2 separate regions of the Sus scrofa genome follow, and region 2 is linked to region 1. Evidence: chromatin contacts called from public Hi-C data. All regions are on one chromosome and are shown on one strand. The core of a region is the stretch at or near the end of the contact, and the rest is flanking DNA. Distances in the headings are between cores, read along the strand shown.

The links. A called contact is a pair of places that touch in the nucleus more often than the background predicts.
Region 2: a Hi-C map of skeletal muscle shows a contact between it and region 1, with 3 times the contacts expected there. A contact is called at or near these places in 3 of 5 promoter capture datasets (fetal liver and liver), 16 of 47 Hi-C or Micro-C datasets (brain, embryonic fibroblasts, epiblast stem cells and 10 more) and 2 of 2 datasets of targeted methods (alveolar macrophages and skeletal muscle).

Annotation. Positions count from the first base shown.
Region 1 is chr5:22,312,658-22,320,194 of Sscrofa11.1, reverse strand. It overlaps ZBTB39 (zinc finger and BTB domain-containing protein 39), which reads left to right and starts at 3,878. Exons shown (of 3, transcript XM_005663904.3): 1 at 3,878-3,984; 2 at 5,496-5,714; 3 at 5,717-7,537. The coding sequence starts at 5,540.
Region 2 is chr5:22,416,734-22,424,270 of Sscrofa11.1, reverse strand. It overlaps STAT6 (signal transducer and activator of transcription 6, interleukin-4 induced), which reads left to right and starts at 2,823. Exons shown (of 22, transcript NM_001197306.1): 1 at 2,823-2,946; 2 at 6,397-6,533; 3 at 6,948-7,086; 4 at 7,387-7,470. The coding sequence starts at 6,418.

The DNA.
Region 1 (7,537 bases), core at 2,629-5,128:
AGAAGCATAGATATTGTCCCTGCAAATCCTTTTGGCTTCCCTGTCTCTCTCCCTGTGAGTTCCTCTCAGTTCTGAGCTCTGCTCTCTGATCTAATTGGCTTTCCAATCTTGGGGCAGGTCAGCTTGAGCTAGCAGGTGATTCCATCCAGAACCTAATCCCCTCGCCCTCGGTGCAGATCATAATTCTCCTAATGGAGTGGAAAATCTCAGCAGTTGGTTCAATCCCCAGACTCCATGGTGAGAACTGCTGGTGGCAGCTGTGGTTCTTTATTTGTTTGGAATCAGTCCTCATTCGCTGCTTGTTGGGGTCTACTGGTTCAGTCCTTTTTCCAGTCTGCACATAATTGCTGGCGGTCATGCACATTGGCATTTTTCTTCGCCAAACTTCAGTAACATCTCTTGATTACTTCTGGTGTGTTAAGATGTACTTGTTTGTCTTGCTTAGTATTGATAAATGCTATTGTTAATGGGAATCTTGGAAGCCAAAAAGGTACAAAAATTGATTAGCACGGGTCAAGCATTTAAAAGTTGTTAGAGTGCTCATCACCAAAACCAAAGACTCTTTTTTTTTTTTTGTCTTTCCTAGGGCAGCACCCGCGGCATGGATATTTTCTTGAGTTTGATATCAATCTAACCCATTCCAAGACCAAATTATCCTGACACAAGAGTCTTTGGGGAGTTCCCGTTGTGGCTCAGTGTTTAACACGAATCCAACTAGGAACCATGAGGTTGTAGGTTCGATCCCTGGCCTCATCAGTGGGTTAAGGATCCGGCATTGCCATGAGCTATAGTGTGCGTCACAGTCACGGCTTGGATCCCGCCTTGCTGTGGCTGTGGTGTAGGCTGGCTGCTACAGCTCCAATTAGACCCCTAGCCTGGGAACCTCCATATGCACTATAAAATACCATACAGTCTCCAACCCAGTGGCACATCCCTCTTAGGTATTAGTTTGGCTCCAAAAGACCTAAAACCTTAGCTAAAAATATTACAGGATCCTTAAGATCTGAAGAGTCAAGCACAATACCATCTAGTATACCTGCCTATTTTATGCCTATGAACTATGATCCCAGAAGTTTATGTAAATAACCAGGCCAAGTTAAATGCAAATAAATTGATATGTTATCTTTGGGAAAAGATGGGAATCATTGTAGAGAGAAAAATTATGTTTTCACCTTTGTAAACTTTAGATTCTAATTCTGCTAATTCTCTTTGAGGCTTTGCAATATACCTATAAACTGGATTAGATGCTAAATTCTTCTAGTTTCCTCAAATATCTGGGTACAACACTCCAAACTAATGTTTCCAGTTTTCTCTCATCCTTCTGACTTGGAGTCACTAATAACAAAGAATGCCCTTAAAACTCCTTGGAAAGGACTATACCAGGTCCTACCAGATGGCAGCCAAACTTCAGAGACTTGAACCTTGGGTCCAAATCCCCCACTAGAAAAGGGGTCCTTCAGATTTTAGGAACTGTGCACCAGCTGGAGATTTCAAAATCAAATTGACAAGGGAGAAGGGTAAATGACATTGACGTAGACTTCTACACAAGACACCAGATCTAGACTTCCTACTTTAACTAAACATGCAGCCCTTCTTTTCTTTCTTTCCTTTACTCTGGCTTTGGTCTGGAAAGGTAACACCATCATCCATATCTCCTAGGCAATTTCTAAGAGGGGTAACACTTCGGTGCCAATTTTGTCATAAAAACTCTGATCTGTCCATTAATAGTGCCACCTTAATAAAATTTGTTTGTGCCCTGACAGAGTTTATGTTTGTCTATTGTGATTATGATTCTCCTCGGGTCTAGGGAATGCCTGAAAATGGCTAGTGCATAACTGGGTAATGCCTTTTAGGAAACTGCGCACTTAACTGTTCACAGACAGACACCTCCTGAATTTGGTCAACTCCCCTGAATTTACATCATCAAATTAGAAAGGACCTACCAGCTGGCTTTCATGATTCAGGATTTGCTTCCTTTGGCAGGTCCCTCCTCCTGGTTAGGAATGAGTACAGATGAGGCTATGATCAGGAATCTCTCCTTAACTCTAAAAGATTTTGCAGAATCTGCTGCTAAAGCACAAAAATCCTTACACTCTCTGGCCAAAGTTGTTCTTGATAATAGGATAGCCTTCAATTATCTTTTAACTAAACAAGGAGGTATCTGTACTATGGCCAACACCACCTACCGTACCTAAATTGATACTTCTGGGGAAGCTGAAACTCAGCTACATAAGATTACTGAACAAGCCTCTTGGCTTAAAGAGGTGACCCCTTTAATGGGTTCTTTCTTTGACTTGTTTAATTTTGATTGCTTTGGGTCTTGGGGACCATGTGTCTGAAGCTCACTGCAGACATTGGGAACTGTCCTGTTTATAATAATCATAGTAGTCTTGTTGGAGCCCTGTATTCTCTCAAAAGCTTTAAATGCGTGTTCTCAGCTGCTAACCACCAAGCAAATGCTCTCCCTGAAACTGGAACATGAAAAAAGGAATGAAAAAATATGACCAACTAAAAAATTGTGAGCCTGAAGTTGTGCTCTGTGAATACCACACAGATTCAGCCAAAAAACTTTCATGACCTGCAAATGCTGTGAGGAGAACTTCAGAGCTGGTAATGGTGCTAATGCCTGGATTTAGATCACATCTCTCAGTTAAGCTCAGGTAGTTTTGGGTTGATGACAGTTCTTGAGCAGGAGCATTTGGAGGGTAACTGCACTAAAGGAGAAGGGTGAGTGGAAGCAGAGAAATCGAGTTCTAGGAAGAGCTGGGGAAGTAGGAGAGGAAAAATTATTTCCCCTCTACCTTCAAGGTTCTTGACTGAGTAGTTAATGAAATATTAACAGAAAAAAAAAGAAACAGAAATTTAATAACATATATACATGGGGGAAACCCAGGAAAACTGAGTTTCTAGAGATTTAGTAACCCTTCTCTTCCTGGTGCAGAAAGCTAGACACCCTTACAAGTGGACATTTCCCTTATAAATGTAAACGTCTCTTAGAAAAGAGTAACTTCAACTGTTTTCTCCCCTATCTGCTGCTTCTTAGTAATCCTGGCAGCCAAGGAGGCATATTTTGGGGTGTCAAGTTCTCCCCTCCAGGGAAGACAGACTGCCAGAAATAGGCCTGAGCTGCCAAGGTGCAGTGGGAGCCTGTGAATTCCTTCATTTGGCCACCCAGCTGGAAGGAAGAGACGCAGTGAATTTTCAGAGAGTGGTCCACCAGGGGTGCAGCCCTCAAGTGCTGGTTCATTCATTCAAGCCGACTTCATTAAGCACCTACCATATGGAACAGTGGTGTGTGGTAAGCGAGGGGAGGCAGTAGTGCGCAGAATCACAGACCCCTGCCTTCCTGAAGCTCACTGCCTAGTGGAGGAGATACAAATTAACCGAATAATCTTACAACTTTATGTAAAATTACACAGCAGACATTTTGAGAGTAAACTTCTGGGAATATGAGAGTAGAACAGGGGAGGCGATTTAAGCTTAGAGTTGGGATAGGATTCTTCAGGTATCAGCCAAGGAGGGAGTGGTCCTACACCTGGAGATGATCAGGGCTTCAGAAAAGCCCGGCCTGGGGATGGGGATTTGGAAACATCCCCCCTACAGCCCGCTGGGGGTCCAGCGGCAGTCCCAGGGCCGCGCGGTGGTTGGAGGCGGGGCCTGGCGGGGAGGCTGGTGGCGGCCGCAGGCTCGGAGGCTTCAGCGGGCTCGCAGGGCGCCCGGCCCCGCCGTGGGGGGGCGCTGCCTCCTCCCGGGCGGCTGGGGGCGCTGCGGCCGAGCGGCGGGGGGCGCTGCCTCCTCCGGGACGGCGGGGGGCGCTGCGGGCCGGGCGGCGGGGGCGGCCCGGGCCGGTGCGGCGAGCGGCTCGGCGGATGGAGAGTCTGGCCGCGGCCGGCGGCGCCGCCTCCTCGTCGGGCCGGGCACGGCGGGCCGGGGCCTTTGTGTGAGGCGGCGGCGGCGATGGTGCGTCGGGTCCCGCGGAGCCGGGTAAGTACGGCCGGGCCGAGGGCTGCCATGGCCGAGGCCCGACCCCCGTCCTGCTCTTTCTCTCGCTCTCGCTGAGCACCCTCCTGCTCGCCCCACTCATTCGGACCTATGGTTCCCCCAGCCGCGCGCCGACCCCGGCCGGCCCCGCCGCCCATCCCTCTGCCCTCGTCGGTCCGCGCCCCGCCGCCACCTTGGCCCCCGCTCGAGGTCGCCCCGAGGAGTCCCCCGTTGTTTGGGGAGGGACCGAGGTGCTCGGTACTCCGCAGATGGAGTGCCCCAGGCCGATCCAACGCCCTTCCTCCTGGATTCGACCCTCCGGAGGGGAGACTGTGGCGCCATGGGGTTGTTGGGGTGCCTTCTCGAAAGTTCCGAAACCGCCCCCTCCCTCTCCCCACTCGGGCTTCCCGGTGCCCCGACCTGCTGACGGTTGATGTTTGGCCACCAGGGCCCGTGAGATGCCTGGCTGGTACCCAACAATGCTCCTAAAGCTTCCTGGGCCCCAGAAAAAGTTGGGAGTTAGTCGAAAGTGGTGAGATGGGGAAAGGGGCCGTGTTGCACAGGGCTAGTCGTGAGGTTGAAGGAGAAGGCGACTAGCTTGTCTTCCTTCGATGTGTAGGACTCAAAAAGGAGAAAAAGTGGTACTGAGCAGTACTTTAGGAGTTACCTATATAACTAGATGCTTCTTACCGGCATCAAGTAAATCTCTTAGTTCTGATCAGAAGCATAAATCCTGAAAGGGGGGGATTGAAGCATATTTAGGTAATATTAAATACCACAGTTATGCTCTGCTTTGCTTTACTTCTTTGGTTCTGAGTGCTTTACTTCACCCGCAGCATACAGGGAATGTGAGAAGCGTATCCCAATGGCTCTAGGCTGTGGAAGAGAGCAGAGGAGGCAGGTATTGCAGGTAGAGAGAGATGGGAACTCAAGAATGAGCAAGAGGTTTATTTAGGGCCTGAAAAAACACAGCAAAGATAGGAAACTAAAGCATAGAGCATCCTTATCTTTTTTTCAGCAGCTAATGGAACTTGATAATTGTGTTCAAGTATGTATATGGCATTTGGCATCGTAAGGGAAGAGAATATACTCAGTGAGATAGGAAAGCTTGTAGTCAGGAGGAAATTAATATGAGAAAAATTTGAGCCGGTTTCTCTGGTAATGCTAGAAGACTGCGCCTGAGAGGATGCTTCTGGCTTGGTTTTAAGGCACAAGCTTCGGTTCAGTCAGGCCTACAGCCTCTCTTACTAACTCTTAAATAAAAACCAAGCTAACAGATTTTTTTCAGTACTTCTTGATTTTGTTATGATGACTCTGTCTTTGGAGATATGCAGGGAGAGAGGTCACTGTCCTGTCACTTTTGCTGTCTTTGCCCCCCAGCAGGATGGAGCAGGTGTATGCCCATTCACTTCTGCTCTCTTGGAAACCTGCAGACTGGTGGCATTTTCCCTTGAGGAGCTCATCACCTGCAGGGGTGTGTTTGGCCACCCACCTTTTCCTTTTGCTGTCCACAGATTAACCGTGCTGATAAGGAGGCCACTTCGTAGGAGCTGCTAAGATGGGCATGAGAATCAAATTGCAAAGCACCAACCACCCCAACAACCTGCTGAAGGAACTCAACAAGTGCCGGCTCTCAGAGACCATGTGCGATGTCACCATCGTGGTGGGGAGCCGCTCCTTCCCAGCCCACAAAGCCGTGCTGGCCTGTGCGGCTGGCTACTTCCAGAACCTCTTCTGAACACTGGGCTTGATGCTGCCCGGACCTATGTGGTGGACTTCATCACCCCTGCCAACTTTGAGAAGATTCTGAGCTTTGTCTACACATCAGAGCTCTTCACGGACCTGATCAATGTTGGGGTCATCTATGAGGTAGCTGAGCGTCTGGGTATGGAGGATCTCCTTCGGGCCTGTCACTCCACCTTTCCTGACCTGGAGAGCACTGCGGTGGCCAAGCCCCTGACCAGCACCAGTGAGAGCCACTCTGGAACCCTGAGTTGTAACTCCGCAGAACCTGTCCCTCCCCTTGGAGAACTCCGGGGTGGAGGGGAGCACTTTGGTCCTGATAGGAACTGTGTGTTACCTGGTGATGCTGGAGGAAGCTATAAAGAGGACGAGAGAAATGTTACCAGTGACACTAACCATAGCCTGCCTCTGCCCCAGCAGCCACTGCCGCCAAAGACAGAAGACCACGATGCCCCTGCTCCTTTCACATCTGTGCCCAGTATGGTGACCCAGCCGGTTCTAGGTACTGTCAGCATGGGCATCCAAACCAGCACGAGCTCCTGCCAGCCATACAAAGTCCAGAGCAATGGAGACTTCAGTAAAAACAGCTTCTTCAGCCCTGACAATGCAATAGACATTACCACTGGGACCAACTCCTGTCTGAGCAACAGCGACCACTCCAAAGACCCAAGCTTTGGGCAGATGGATGAGCTCCAGCTGGAGGACCTTGGGGACGATGACTTGCAGTTTGAAGACCCCACCGAGGAGATAGGCACAGCTGAGGAGGTGATTGAATTGAGTGACGACAGTGAGGATGAGCTGACTTTTGGAGAGAATGACAACCGAGAGAATAAGGCCATGCCCTGCCAGGTGTGCAAGAAAGTTCTAGAGCCCAACATTCAGCTGATCCGACAGCATGCTCGGGACCACGTGGACCTGCTGACCGGCAACTGTAAGGTCTGTGAGACCCACTTCCAGGACCGAAACTCTCGGGTGACCCATGTCCTGTCCCATATTGGTATTTTTCTCTTCTCCTGCGACATGTGTGAAACTAAGTTCTTTACCCAGTGGCAGCTGACTCTCCACCGCCGGGATGGAATATTTGAGAACAACATCATTGTCCACCCCAACGACCCCCTACCTGGGAAGCTGGGTCTCTTCTCAGGGGCAGCCTCCGCAGAGCTGAAATGTGCTGCCTGCGGAAAGGCATTGGCCAAAGATTTCCACGTGGTCCGGGGCCACATCCTTGACCATCTGAACCTGAAGGGCCAGGCTTGCAGTGTCTGTGACCAGCGCCACCTCAACCTCTGCAGCCTCATGTGGCACACCCTCTCCCATCTCGGCATCTCGGTCTTCTCCTGCTCTGTCTGTGCGAACAGCTTTGTGGACTGGCATCTCTTGGAGAAGCACATGGCTGTGCACCAAAGCCTGGAAGACACCCTCTTCCGCTGCCACTTGTGCAGCCAGAGCTTCAAGTCAGAGGCTGCCTATCGCTATCATGTCAGCCAGCACAAATGCAACAGTGGCCTTGATGCACGGCCTGGTTTCGGGCTCCAGCACCCGGCTCTCCAGAAGCGGAAGCTGCCAGCAGAGGAGTTCCTGAGTGAGGAGCTGGCGCTGCAGGGCCAGCCTGGGAATAGCAAGTATAGCTGCAAGGTGTGTGGCAAAAGGTTTGCCCACACAAGTGAGTTCAACTACCACCGGCGGATCCACACGGGCGAGAAGCCGTACCAGTGTAAGGTGTGCCACAAATTCTTCCGAGGCCGCTCAACCATCAAGTGCCACTTGAAGACACACTCCGGGGCCCTCATGTATCGCTGCACGGTCTGTGGCC
Region 2 (7,537 bases), core at 1,574-4,073, 110 kb before region 1:
ACTCCTGGAGATGGGGTCTTTACAGAGGTAATCAAGTTTAAATGAGGTCCTTAGGGTGGGCCCCAATCCAATATGACTGGTGTGCTTGTAGGGAAAATTAGGAGTCAGACTTGCAAGCTGGGAGAACACCAGGTGAGCTTGAAGATGGCCATCTACAAGACAAGGAGAAAAGCCTGGAACCAATCAATTCTCTTTCAGCCCTCAGAGGGGACCAGCCCTGCCAACACCTTGATTTTGGTCTTCCAGCCTCTGGTACTGTGACACAAAGAAATCCTTTCATTGTTTAAGTCCCCCAGCTCCTCGTGCTTTGCTTTTGTTTTGTTTTGTTTTGTTTTTGCCTTTTCTAGAGCCACTCCCGTATGGCATATGGAGGTTCCCAGGCTAGGGGTCGAATCAGAGGTGTAGCCTCTGCCAGAGCCACAGCAACGCAGGATCTGAGCCACGTCTGTGACCTACACCACAGCTCATGGCAATGCCGGATCCTTAACCCACTGAGCAAGGCCAGGGATCCAACCTACAACCTCACGGTTCCTAGTCATACTCATTAATCACTGAGCCACGACGGGAACTGCCATAAATACTATTTTCTTACCAGTAGGTGCCCCTCACCTTCCTATCTCCCCACAAAAGAGCCGAAGTTAGAGACTGCATTCTCTCTGCCCCTTGTCTTGCCAAAGTTCAGGGGGACTTGGCCTCCCAAAGACCCTTAGATGGTGAAGCCTGAATTCAGCCACTGTCTGCGCTGCTGACAGGCTGAGTGGGCACCCGGGAGCACACAAAGCGCATGCGGCTTGAGCACCTTTGTGCACACAGTGCGATCCTAGCATTGCCTGTCTTCTAGATCCATGGACAGATCCCCTCCCCACCAGCTCCATCCCAGCCCTCCCTCCTCTTCAAATGGCTGCTTTCCTGACACAGTAAACACACATACCTCCAATAGACTCTTTGTGGTGGTAATATTACCCTCAAATCTGGGGACTCTGATGTAGGATAGAGGCCCTTCTGCCTGGCTTATTCTGGGACATAAAAATAGTGCCTGGAGTTCCCATCGTGGCTCAGTGGAAATGAATCTGACTAGCATCCATGAGGATGCAGGTTTGATCTCTGGCATTGCTCAGTGGGTTAAGGATCTGGCATTGCTGTGAACTGTGGTGTAGGTTGCAGGTGCAGCTCGGTTTCCGTATTGCCAGCAGCTGTAGCTCCGATTTGACCCCTAGCCTGGGGACCTCCATATGCCACGGGTGTGGCCCTAAAAAGACCAAAAAGTAATAATAATAATAATAGTGCCTAACGTTTACTATGTGCCAGGCATTTTTCTAAGCTTTCACATGTATTATTGCATTTCACTCTCACACTTTGTAAGTCAAGACTATTATTTGCTCTGTTTTACAGATGGCAAAACTGAAGCACAAAGAGTGAACTGCCCAGAGTTGTGCAGTTAGCAGCACTGGCAAGATTTGAACTCACGTAGCCTGTCTCCAGAGGCCAGGGTCTTAATTGCTATCCTCTGCTGCCTGGCTGGTTGCCACCTGTTCCACATGAACCCAAGTGGAAGGAGCTGGGCTTTGGGAATCTGTTCAGACACCAGGGGGCAGCATAGGCCTGGCTTTGGCCCCTGAGCCCAGCCCTGTTTGGGGAGAAAGGAGGGGAGTAGAAACCACCTCCCATCTTCCACCGCCCCTCAGAGACCACCCTTTGCCCACACCACTTCTCAGGTTTAGGGGCCTGAATAGCTCTCGGAGTCCCTTGGCCTTCTCCAGCTCCTCCTCCAGCAAAAGCTGCAGAAACCATCCACTAGTTATGATGATGACTCAGAAGCTGAGCAAGCCTTGTGTGTGAGTGTGTGTCCCCTTGTGACTGCATGTGGCTCTGAGTGCAGACATGTCTTCGAGACTGCCTGCACGTGTGTGTAAGTATGTGTGCGTGTTGGGGGGGGGAATCTTGTGGCCAGGGAAATTGTGTATGTGTGTTTGTTTCTGGGTGTGTCTCAGTGTTTACCCCAGAAACAGTTGGGAACTTTGCCAAGGCTGCACAGCAGATTCATATTCAAACTTGACCCTTGGGAATCAGGCAGCAACTCCAGCTTTTGCTGGCTCCCACCTGGGTCTGAGAATAGTCCCCTGTGAAGAGGGGGCAGAGATGACTTTCAGTCCGAGGACCCCTGGAGTCCTCCAGCATTCTGAGCTTCTGGGTCCCCTCCCCCACACGCTCCCGTCAGCGGTCACGAGACCTCTAAGGCGGTCCCCACCTAGAAGGGAGGGGAACCTAGGAGTTCCGGACGGAGTAGACTGGAGCTCCTTGCCTGCTTTCAGGGTCCTCCACTGGAGGGAGCGCAGAGCCCTGAGGGGTTTCGTCTTCCAGAGGCCCCGGGGGGAGCCCAGTCCCTGGTGAGCCCAAACTCCAGCCCCTGCGAAAGTTTTGAGTATGAGAGAGGCAGTATGTCTCTACTTGACATTAGGTGACTTTCTAGAGAAAAGTTTATTGCTTTTATGGGGGACAGGGTAAATGGGGATCAACCTCCCTTCCAGCCAGGCCCCAGGGCCCCCCAAATCCCAGTCCTGGCTCCCCTCACCCCATGCTCCCCTCCCCGGGACAGGAGGCAGATACGCTCACCCCACTTTCTTCCTCTTCCTCCTCCAGCCCACTTTCTCTTCTCTGTGTCGTCAGAGGTCCAGGGAGGGACCTGGGTAGTCGGAGAAGCCGGAAACAGCGGGCTGGGGCAGCCACTGCTTACACTGAAGAGGAGGACGGGAGAGGATTTTGTGTGTGTGTGTGTGTGTGTGTGTGTGTATGTGTGACTGTGTGTGTGTGCGTGTTTTCTTTTTAGTGGTGCTGGAGGGAGGGTGCTAGCAGGGCCAGCCCTGAACCCGCTGGACAGAGCTACAGACCCATGGGGCCTGGCAGTGCCCGCTGAGAGAGGGAGAAGACAGCAGAGGGGTTGCCAAGGTGAGGGGATACCTCCAGGAGGGGGGGTTGGGGGGCATCTGACTATGAGTGTGTGGGGGGTGGGGGAGGGCCTCTCAGAATCCTCCCTGGGCAGAGTGGATGGTCCCCAAGAAATTGTTTCAGCTGGGGCTGGTCGCTGGTGGTACTGAGTTTTGGCAGTTTCGAAATATCAGAGGAATCTGGGCTGGGTACAGGCCTAGCACTTCCCCCCTCAACCCCTCCATGCCGTGGTTCACTTTTTCCAGCCCCTCCCTCACCCCCACCCCCACCCCCGCGTCCCTGCACCTACAGGGACGCGCAAAGGCAGGGAAAGGAGGGAAAGGAGGTGTCCCTCTGCCGTCTGCGGTGGGGGAAAGTGGCTGCCCCTCCCTGGTAGGCTGATGCCTGGGCGTAGTGGGTCTTGACAAACCCCTACCAGGCCCCCCCATAAAGGTTCCCGTTCAAGGGTGTGGCTAGGGGGTGAGCGAGCCCCAGATGTAGACCTCATGGTGCCCCAGAGGAGGGGGAATTTCCCCCTCAAAACTGCTCCACGCTGGTCCCGGCGCGTCACGGAGTTAACCCTCCTCGTGCTGACCTGGCTCCGCCTCCCCGCATCCCTCCCCGCCCCCACCTCCACATACACACATTGGGCAACTCGGAGAAACTCTTTTGACTTTTGATCCTGTGGTCCCACGGTCAGAGGGCTCAGGAATGTCGGAGTTGAGCTGAGGTTTAGGCCACGAAGCCGGGCTGATGAAGATCCTGGACGTGGGGCTTCCCTTCCCTATTGGGAAGGCAACACTGGCCCCGCCCCCTCACGCCGGGGCTCCTCCCTCCCTGCGGCTGTTCAGCGGGGCTTAGAGCAGAAGGCGTCTCTGGCCTGGCAGGCCAATGGACACGGCCTTGTTATTGTGTGTGGGCGGTGGGTGTGGGTGGGGGAAAATCTAGCCCCTTGCAGTCTGGGGATGGAGGGGGGGAAGATTTGAAGCCAGAGCCGGGACAGGAAGCTGGCCACTCAACAAGAGGATGTAGAGGAAAGGTGGGGCTGCCTATGGCTTAGGGGTCATCTCAGTCCCCAGTAGGGTAGGGGTAGAGGGTCAAAGGTCTGAACACCTTGAGAAACGAGAGAGGAAGGGACAAGAAAGGAATGGAGTCCTCCCTTGGGTTGAAACACCAACCGAAAGGCGCCCCACCCCAAGGCGGGCGTAGAGAAAACTCTATTAGAGGACCCTGAGCAGGATGGGGGAGGATTCTGCCTTTGGGAGAAAAGAGCTCACGGGGAGAGGGCCTGCGGGGAGGGACTGGAGTGTCTAGAAAAGGGGCCCCTCTGTTCTCCATCCTTTTGCAAGAACTGGGAGAGGGGAGAGGCTAAAAGTACAGCCGGAGGACTTGGGGTTACTGGGTTGGGGGAGACCCAGGGAGTTTCCATCCCCATCCTTTCTATCATCTCTGAGAAGAGGGACATTTTGAGAAACATGAACTGAGAGACCCCTGGGAAACCACTGGTTTACCCACTCCTCCCTGCAGCCCACCCAGAAATGGGGAGGCAATCCTTTTCCCTACTCCCCCATCTCCTTTCCTCTTGCCCCTTTTCTTCTCCCCCTTTTCTAGCCTCTCCCCCTTCTAGACTTTTCACTACAGACTTATTAACCCTGATTTTTCTCCAGTTGCTCTCACCTTCTTCCTGAGTTCTCTCTGCTTTTCCTTTATTTATTTATTTATTTATTTATTTATTTATTTATTTTTTGCCTTTTCTAGGGCCGCACCCGTGGCATATGGGGTTAGGCTAGGGGTCTAACCGGAACTGTAGCCACTGGCCTACGCCAGAGCCACAGCAACGCAGGATCCGAGCCATGTCTGCAACCTACACCACAGCTCAGGCAACGCCGGATCCTTAACCCACTGAGCAAGGCCAGGGATCGAACCCGTAACCTCATGGTTCCTAGTAGAATTTGTTAACCACTGAGCCACGATGGGAACTCCTCTCTGCTTTTCCTTTTGCTCCATCTCCTCTTCAATTCGCCTCCAGCACACGCCCCCCGTTTAGGATTATGGGATTTGGATCTGGAAGGGATCCTAGCTGCATGATGTAATAGTTAACCCCATTCGGGTTCAAATCTTGATGTCCAAACTCAGCAAGTTGGAGAATCTCCTTGAGCTTGGTTTCTCTACCTGTGAAAGGGGATAATTCTATATTTTAAAAATTGTTGCAAGGTTATAATGAGGTAATGCATCCAGTGTAACGCCTCATACACAGTAAGTGCTTAGTTAATGGTAGCTATTATTAGTCTTCCATCCTCTTCTTCATCATCTAGCCAGGTAGTTTTCAAATTCTCTCACGGGGAGTTCCTGTCATGGCTCAGCAGAAACGAATCTGACTAGCATCCAAAAGGAGGCAGGTTCAATTCCTGGCCTTGTTCAGTGGGTTTAGGATCTGGCATTGCCCTGGCTGTGGCAGAGCTCCGATTCGACCTGGAAACCTCCATATGCCGCAGGTGCAGCCCTGAAAAGATTAAAAAAAAAAAAAAAAAAATTCTGTCACAGAGCCCTGGAATTGGGAGGGGTTTCTCCAGGGACACCTTTGGAGTCAGAAGGTAGGCAGAGGGAAGTAAGAAGCAGTAGAATTCCAGGGCTATTACACTCATTTTCAACAGAGAAACTTCAATTTTTTTTTTTTAATGTTTTAATTTTTAAAAATTTTTGGCTGCCCCATGGCGTATGGAGCTCCCAGGCCAGGGATCAGATCTGAGCTGCAGCTTTGACCTATGCTGCAGCTGCGGCAGCACTGGATCCTTAACCCACTGTGCCGGGCTAGGGATCAAACCCGCATCCCAGCACTCCAGAGATGCTGCTGATCCTGTTGTGTCATGGTGGGAACTCCTCCAGTTTCATATAATGGGAATTCCACAGGTTAAACTAAAATCGTCTACTGCTTACAAAAGTTTGGAAAGGGAGTTCTCTGGTGGTGCAGTGGATTAAGGATCTGACTTTGTCACTGCAGCAGCTTGGGTCACTGCTGTGGTATGAGTTCAGCTCCTGGCCTGGGAACTTCCGTGTGCCATGGGCAGAGGAAAAGAAGAAAAAAGAGTTTGGAAAGTTCTAAACTTTATCCACACTTTGTATGTTCTAGATGAGAGGCTCCAGGTCCAGAGAGGGGAGGTTTCTTGTCACCAGAGGCAGATTTAGAGCTACAACCATATCCTCTGTCTTCTCTCAGAGAGCTTTCCCTCCTGCCCCATCTCCTCTGTCTCTCACCCCTTACTGCAGCTCAGTTCCTCCCATCCCATCACCCCTGTGTCTACTGTTGAAGGAAATCCCTTGTCTCAGGCCTCAACCAGAGATGTCCCCGGTTTGAGGTGGTCTGGCTCTCTGGGAGGGCTGTCTATGGGAGGTCCCTGGCCGCCCCAAAACTAAGGCTGACTTTCTTGGACACCTCTCAGAGTGCCCAGAAACCTTGTTCCTTTCCTCCAGGCACCCTCCAAACCCCAGATCATGTCTCTGTGGGGTCTGGTCTCCAAAATGCCCCCAGAAAAACTGCAGCGGCTCTATGTCGACTTTCCCCAACACCTGCGGCATCTCCTGGGCGACTGGCTGGAGAACCAACCCTGGTGAGTCCTGGCTGCCTCACCCAATGTTGGTCTCCCAGTGTCCCCCACCCCCCTTCCCTCTCCTTGGTTTTCCTTTACCCCATTTCAGGATTTGGGACTCGTTATTCCATGTGTGGTGGCCCAGATTTAGCAGGAAATCTGAGCCACATCAACCAGCTTATGCATGAGGACACGTGTAGTCCCCCCACCCCCTTAGGAGGCTGAGCCAAAGAGGAAGGCGGCCAGAGCTGGGGCAAGGGCAGTTCTCACAACAGCTGGGAAATCAGGAAACAAGGGATACTGGGGAGGGCTGCAGAGGGTCTGGATGGAGGATAAGAGGGGGAAGGAACTGCTGAGCTGTTTGCTATGGGATAAAGGGTCAGCAGAGCTGAGGAAGCCCTGACCCAAGGCTGCTTCATCCCATTCTTCCCACAGGGAGTTCCTTGTCGGCTCAGATGCCTTCTGCTGCAACATGGCCAGTGCCCTGCTATCTGCCACTGTCCAGCGCCTTCAGGCCTTGGCTGGAGAGCAGGGGGAGGGGAGTACCATCTTGCAACACATCAGCACCCTGGAGGTGGGGGCAGAAGGGGAGGGGACAAGGCTGGGGTGGGGCCTGGAGTGGAGCTGGGGTGAGCCTTGGATGCTAGAAGAAAATTGGCTGGATGCTGGAAGCAAATTGGTATTCCTGTGGTTAGCTGTTAGCTAGCATGCAAATTAGATTTTAAAAGCATGCAAATGCATGAAAACTTCTGGAGCACAGCTGTGCTGCCTCTCAGTGCATGTGGGAGTAGTGGAGGCGGGTGGGAGTGGTGGAGAGGAGAAAGACACGGGTAAGAGCCAGGCTAATCCTGTCTACCACTCTTCATTTCTATAGAGCATATATCAGAGGGACCCGCTGAAGCTGGTGGCCACTTTCAGACACATACTTCAAGGGGAGAAAAAAGCTGTTATGGAACAGGTATTGGGATACCCCATCTTTCACCCCATCTTGTCCTGGGACTTTAGCCTGGGCCATGAGAAACTAG